Linked DNA regions of Rattus norvegicus: region 2 is linked to region 1. Evidence: chromatin contacts called from public Hi-C data. All regions are on one chromosome and are shown on one strand. The core of a region is the stretch at or near the end of the contact, and the rest is flanking DNA. Distances in the headings are between cores, read along the strand shown.

Region 1 (3,425 bases), core at 448-2,947:
CTCATATACAGAGACACGATGCACACCTACCCCCACACACGAACAGACATACGCATATACACAGAGATATACCATGCAAATACAGATATGTACATAGGCGCACAGGCCTACACACCCAGACATAGATATCCATACACACATGAGCACACAAATGCATGCACCATACACAGGTATGGGCACATATTTGCAAACATACGAGTTGCACCCAAACATATACACACATGCATACACAAACACACACTCAAAACACACATGCACAAGCACATGCAGAACTGGTGAGAATCTTGGTTAGGTCTACGAATGACACCCTGTGAGTCTCACTGTGATACCATGCAGTAGGTGTCTATCATATTCCGGCTGACATAGGAAGACAAGAATTCTGGCCTTCCCTGCACTCTCTCTGTAACTTCCCTGAACTTGCAAATTACTTTAGGATTTAAAAGCTGTTTAAATGTTCCTGGCACATTTTGAATGCCCCATCAATAATCTTTAGTACTATTGTCTACGTCATAGCTGTTTTTTCACCATTCAATATATATTAATTTTAAAGTTAAATATTAGGATGTGTTTTTGGAAAAATCTATTTCAGTAGAGTTACAAATTGTTGTCTATACAGGGACTTTGAGGCGAGGAGAATTGTAAAAATGACATAGTGGGGACAGGTGGTGGCATGTGCAAGTTCCTTCTGAGGTTCAGTGGCATCGGGAGCCACAGCCAGAGAAGAGTCTGAGTGGCTGAGTGGGCAAGAAACCCCAGGAGCAGGAGCTGAGAGAGCAGCTAGAGCTCTGTGGTCTCAGTGAGAGATTGACAGTCCTAGCGCACTCCAGTGAGCACAGCCTCCTGTCTCAGCGTCCACACACTTAGATGGGGGAGGGAGGGTTCAGAGTCACCGAGATGGGGATTGTCAATTTTATAGAACCTAGAATCACCCAGGAGATGGACCTTTGGGCATGCCTGTGGGGCAATGTCTTCACTCTTCATTAATTGCAATGATGAGACTTTCTGTGCCTCGGCACACGCACACACACACATGTACACACTGTAGGTGGCACCACTCACATACACACATGTACATGTGCGCGCGCGCACACACACACACACACACACACACACACACACACAGAGTAGGTGATCTTACCAGTTACTTTAAGCTTTTGTCACAATGGTCTGTACCCTGGAAGTGTGAGAAAGAACAAACATCTTGTCCTTTAAGTTTCTGCTGTAGCGAGCTTCTAGGGACGGAACCACTACCCAAAGACTATATACATGGACTGAGCCAGGGCTCCAACTGCATAGGTAGCAGAGAATAGCCTTGCTGGGGCACCAGTAGAAGGGGAAGCCCTTGGTCCTGCCAAGGTTGGACCCCCATTGCAGGGGAATGTGGTGGGGCTTAAGGGAGGGTGGATGGTGGGGGGGGGGGCACCCATATGGGGGAGGGGGAGGGGAAGGGGCTTATGGACAGGAAACTGGGAAAGGAAACTTGAAATCTAAATAAAGAAATATATGTAATAAAAACATTTTTAAAAATGTTTCTGCTATAGAGTACTTCATTACAGCAACATAAAAGTGAAGTAGCCAGCGGTTGGGGGTGGGAGGTTGTCCTGAAAATCTCCAGTGTGGTCTTTTGTGCCTGAGAGCAACAGACTTCCCCACCAGTGCCGGAAGCTAGTCAACAATGGAGCTCTTGAGCTAGGACTGTTTGCACAGTCTCACTGAACCACTTCAGAGCGGTCCCTGCTCCGCACAGATTTGCTAAGGCTCACAGCCACCTACAGATCAGAACGAGACTTGGGGGCACCTCTGGCCTATCACTGATGTGTAGCAGAAGGCAGGAGGGGTGTGCCAGTTCCACAGCCTTGGTAACGATAAAGTTGGTGAATTCTGGGTGTCCCTGGTGGCTTCCTATCTGACTCATCCAGAATTTGCACTGTCACTCCCCCAAACCTTCCGATTCTGAGAGGCTCCATTATCTCCTTAAGCTACGCTGTGTACTAGAAAAGTTGTGCACAGGACTGTGCAGGAACAGGGGCACAGTGTTCCAAGGAGTGGCTCTGCCCCCTGGGGCCCAGCCTGGTCATCTTGCAGTCCAGTGTTCTTAGCTCCTGAATAAGGTGGGTTTTTCTTGTCTTGTTTTTTCTTAAACGGGAAGATTGTGGTGAGGATCAAAGCTCTTGGATCCGGCAGTGTTTTGCTGACCTAGAAAGCGCACTGTGCTCATTAGTGGTTTTATCTGAAGGGCTCAAGTAGAGATTGGCCTCTTTTGGCTGAGAATTGGGACAAGACTTCCATGCCTTTCAAGGAAAACTGGAAAACTTCAATTCAAAGAAAGGCCAGAGTGGAAATTTACAACTTTAAGTAGGACCTCAAATCACATCTCATGGGCCACTAGTCACTTGAGGTGAAAGGAGTTACAAGAAGGGAAACAAACGGATTCTAGGGAGAACAGTCCCAAAAGACAGCCTGGCCCTATATACACTGGTGGTGGTCGGGGGTGGAGGTGTGTGTGCTAAAATAGCCACTGCTTGTCCTACCCTGCCACCTTGTGGCCATTTTCCAAACTACACAAGTAAAACTAGCTTCAAAACTAGCTTCAAAGAGATGCTGAGACTGGCAAAAATCAACCTAGAATGAGTTGAAAATCCCAACTGGTTATCCTATGCCAAGTTGTCAGACATAAAAACATACACACAAAAACAACACTGCTGTGTTTATACGCGTGTGTGTGTGTGTGTGTGTGTGTGTGTGTGTGTGTGTGTGTGTGTGTGTGTAAGAATGATAAATAAGAGGTTATGAATTTGAGAGTGCCTGGGCACAGGAAGCTCTAACAGAAGATAGAGAAAATGTTGTAAATACAGCACACATCTATGAAAGTCTAAAAAACCAAATAAAATATAAGCAAAGACCAATCAGAGCGTTGGGAATGGTGTTACATGCCTGTGATATCCACACTGGGGAGCTGAGGTCCAAGTATTGCTGTGTGTTTGAGGGCAGGATAAGGTACAAAGTGACATCTAGCCTCAAACATAAATGAATAAAGGAACACATCTGAAATCCGTAAATGCACGGCCATCGCTCGGTCCACATTGGGCCAGATCTGCAGTGAGTTGTGGAGGGGTAAGTGGAGAACAGAGGGAGCCAGGCGGCACAGCAGGATGACCAGACGCTGCCTCTTGATGTAGACCTTGTGCATCTTCCCATGTGACTCGTGTGCCAGCAGATATAATAGCAACCTTAGCAGGTGGGGGCATTCAACTGTCTCACTACAAATAAAATAAAATAAAATGAATGTCATGCGGGCTGAGTTGGGGTCTCATTTGGTATGGATGCCTGCTCTGAAAGTATGAGGTGCAACTTGAGTTCAAATCCCCAGCGCCCATGTAAAACGCCCGACGTTAACAACTATCCCTTTAATCCCCGTGTTTTAT
Region 2 (3,425 bases), core at 311-2,810, 58 kb before region 1:
GTAATCCAACAGCTTTTCCCAAACGTCTTTAACATGTGAGTGGCAGCTGTTCCCAATCACCATCATTTGGATATGTGCTTCAATTTATAGACATTTGAAGTTATTTAGGTTTTAAATGAATAATCATTTAAAGTCTGACCTTTATTACCACAGGGAATTTTAAAGACGTATTTGTGAGTGTTGGCACATACACCTAAAATACATTTACAGAAAGCACGACTCAACCTCACATTGTACTCCTGAACAAAACAATTTACTCAATAAGAAGTCAAACACTCGCTATTCATAATTTCACCATAATTTTATTTTGTATTTACAGTCTTCAATTTCTAACGCAGGGTCTAGTTGAGCATTGGGGGGGGGGGCTGGGAGTTAAGGAAGAGATATGGGATTTGGAGGAGAGGGATCAGAGGTCTGGCTGAGACAACAATATTAAAGCTAACAGGATGTGAATGTCTTCCAGAAGAAGTTCTTGCAGCCAGCTTTGCGTTCCCGGGGTGCCATGGCTGGGTTCGAGTTGGCAGACCTCTGCAGCTCCAGCCTCATCTCGTCCTGCTCAGCTGCCTGGGGCAAATCCTCAGGCTCCAGGGCATCGTTCTCTGTCTGGTTGGGCTCGGACAGCAGTTCTGCCAAGAAGTACTTGGCCAGTTCCTGGATAGGGCAGGGAGGAGAGCAAAAGGGGGAATGGGAGAAAGGGAGAAATGCGGTTTGAAAATAAGATTTAATCATTCAAAACCAAGTTTCCACAGTAATATGGATGGCTGCTATATTCACTAGATTATGCACAGGGAAAAAAGCTTCCTCAAACCCAAGTCTTTCAGAAAGTGCTATGCCTTAAAACACAGAGAAACCACGGATGATAGGAAGTCGTTTTGTAAATATAGTATGCCAATAGTTTGAGCAGCTCCATTTTCCTTTATGAGACACGAAATGGACCATGGACCTGAGTTCTTGCCGGATTTTTTTTCAGCACCTGGGTCAGCAACCCTCGTGCCAGTACCAGGGATAGAGCTCAGTCTCTCCCGGCTCTCTTGCAGGCTTTCGGAATTTTCCTGAAAGCGAAGGGGGAACTTACCTGCAAGGTGACCACCAGCGCCGATCAATTCTGGAACGAGTAAGAGCGGACCCTAGACTTCAAAAGTTTCCCTGGGAGCTCAGGGGCTGAGCGACTCTGAGAAGCGCCCGCTAAAACACCTGTCGCAGGGGCTACAGCAGGACTAAGGGGAAGGCTGGGGAATTCGCAAAGGGGACGAGTCCCAGCCATTTCCTTACCTGTTTCCCGGTGGCAGCCGCCAGAGACTTCTGCAGAAACTGACGGAGTCTGGGGTCCGAGGGCGCCCCGGTGACACCGCCCAAAGCCAGGACGATGCAGAGCGCGGCCAGCGCGCACTGGAGACGGCAGGACAGCATCTCCCCTGCCTCAGACAGCCGAGCTTGAGCGCGGTGGGTCAGTCTAGACGCAGGTCCGCAGGCAGCAGAGACGACTCCAGTAGCGTCTCCTTCAGCCGCTATCGAGCTCTCCACGGTCTCCCCTTTTTAAACTCTCTCTCTGACGTCAGCCAAGGAGGCGCCCCCAGATCTCACCAGTGCTTTTACGCACCATTAGCCTCGCAAAATCAATCAAAGAAGTGAGGGGAGGCGACACGATCTAAAGTGGTTTATTTTTTTTTTTTTTGAAGAAAAAGAAAGCCTGCACCCACACAGGCACATGAAATTCTCCACGCCACACAGACCAAATAATCTTGCCTTCACTCAGTGTCGACATGCATATCCCATATTTCCGCCACATAGGTGCATGATTAATTACTGAGATCCTTCAGTCCTTGGCCAGCAATACATCAGCACACACAGTTGGGTACCTGTCAATGTACTCAGATTACTGGACTTGCCATCATGCTTAACGGTATTGTATGGCAAGGGAGACTTAAAGCTATCCGTCTAGGAACCAATCTGAGAATTAATATGCAATCAGGAGGACTGAACTATCTTCTCTCCTGGCATCCCTTAAAGCCTTGTAGGAAAAAGGATAAGACTGAGCTATAAAGGAGCATCACTTTGTCCAATCTGCTGATCTTTATATTGTGACAAAAGAAAGGCACCAGGGAGACAGACAGATAGACAGACAGACAGACAGACAGACACACACACACACACACACACACACACACACACACACAGGAGGGAGGAGGAGGAGAAAGCCTACATTTGGCACCTGGAAACAGCTCTAGGAAGCAGTCTCAGAAATCATAAGCCTCTGAACTTGAATCAAGAAAGCTTAAAGGACTGGCAGACGATTGCTCCTTACAGTTGTAGCAAACAGACATCTAGACTCCCAGGCCAGGGTTCTTGTACACTGCTATGAATGCTCTGACAGATTCCTGGGCAGTGGGAGCAATTCTAGGTTGGGATGGGTGTATATCAAGTCAAGGAGCCCCTGGCCATGTGTAGCCATTGTATATCTATGTGAGGAACAAACTGCCTGGGCCTCTCTTCCTTCTACCGCAGAGGAAGTTTAAGGAAGTCTACTTGTTTATCAAATTGAGTGTTCGCATCTAGTTGCGAGCTAAGACTGCTGCTTTCTAACTGATTGCTTATTAAGGAAATGCCAGCTCCATTCCTGGCACAGCATAGGTGATCTCCACAGGCTCTTCAAGGACTAACATTTTAGGGTCATCAGAGAAGCCAACAGTAAAGTCTTTTTAGAAATGCACAGCTTCAGAAATCAAGTGAAACAGGGTTTGTCCATTGTTGCTATTGACCACACAACATGCGTTAGATGCGTTCTAACACCATCCCCAATGCTTGCATCCAAACAAAACAAGGGGACAGGTGAGAGGGACTAGTCAGTATTTTGAAACAGCTTGGATAACCTGTCCTTTTGTATCTGTAAGCCAAGGCAGAGAGAGCATGACCAGCATGGAGTGCTAAAGCTCCCAGAGCTTAGCAATTCCAGGCAGGGTTAGCACAAAGCAAAGCATTAAATTGAAAATCGCTCATGTGTCTCAGCAGCACACAAGAGCAATGAATCTAGACCCCAAACCTAGAAAGAAAGTCACATCTCTACACACACTAAGATCTTTTCGGGCTTCAGGCTGGGCTCTCAGAGGTTATATCAGTCACTAGTCCTGTGGCATCCTCAAGGGACCTCCTATCTCTCCTACTGTGGAACCTGGCCCTTGACAGCCCACAAAAGAGAACATGAAAACCAGAGGAAGCCACAAACAGTGCTTGGCTATCTTGCTCTTCTGCCTTCCTTCTCAGAGCCCTGCCCTGCCCTGCCTGCCCTGGTCCTATCCGGTCCCTCTACCGTTAATGCTGTCTCTTCTCTCTCTTGTCATACCCTTCTAATGTTCTCTCTCAGACATTTTCTCACTCTGTCCTTACCCACGCCCTCATTTCCTTTTTATTCTCACATTTCAGCTCCT

The links. A called contact is a pair of places that touch in the nucleus more often than the background predicts.
Region 2: a contact with region 1 is called in a Hi-C map of Schwann cells, with 6 times the contacts expected there. The contact joins the promoter of Sst here to the enhancer-like site in region 1. A contact is called at or near these places in 3 of 12 Hi-C or Micro-C datasets (the A7r5 cell line, the Rat2 cell line and Schwann cells).

The regions. Positions count from the first base shown.
Region 1 is chr11:90,401,598-90,405,022 of GRCr8, reverse strand. No RefSeq gene overlaps it. Among named protein-coding and RNA genes, the nearest start is that of Rtp2, 19 kb to the left of the region's middle. Within about 2 kb of position 1,697, at least 11 of the 93 cell types and tissues checked have an H3K27ac peak or open chromatin away from gene starts, as enhancers often do. A contact at or near this core is called in Schwann cells, where this site is marked.
Region 2 is chr11:90,459,681-90,463,105 of GRCr8, reverse strand. It overlaps Sst (somatostatin), which reads right to left and starts at 1,560. Exons shown (of 2, transcript NM_012659.2): 1 at 1,273-1,560; 2 at 283-651. The coding sequence starts at 1,410. The coding sequence ends at 439.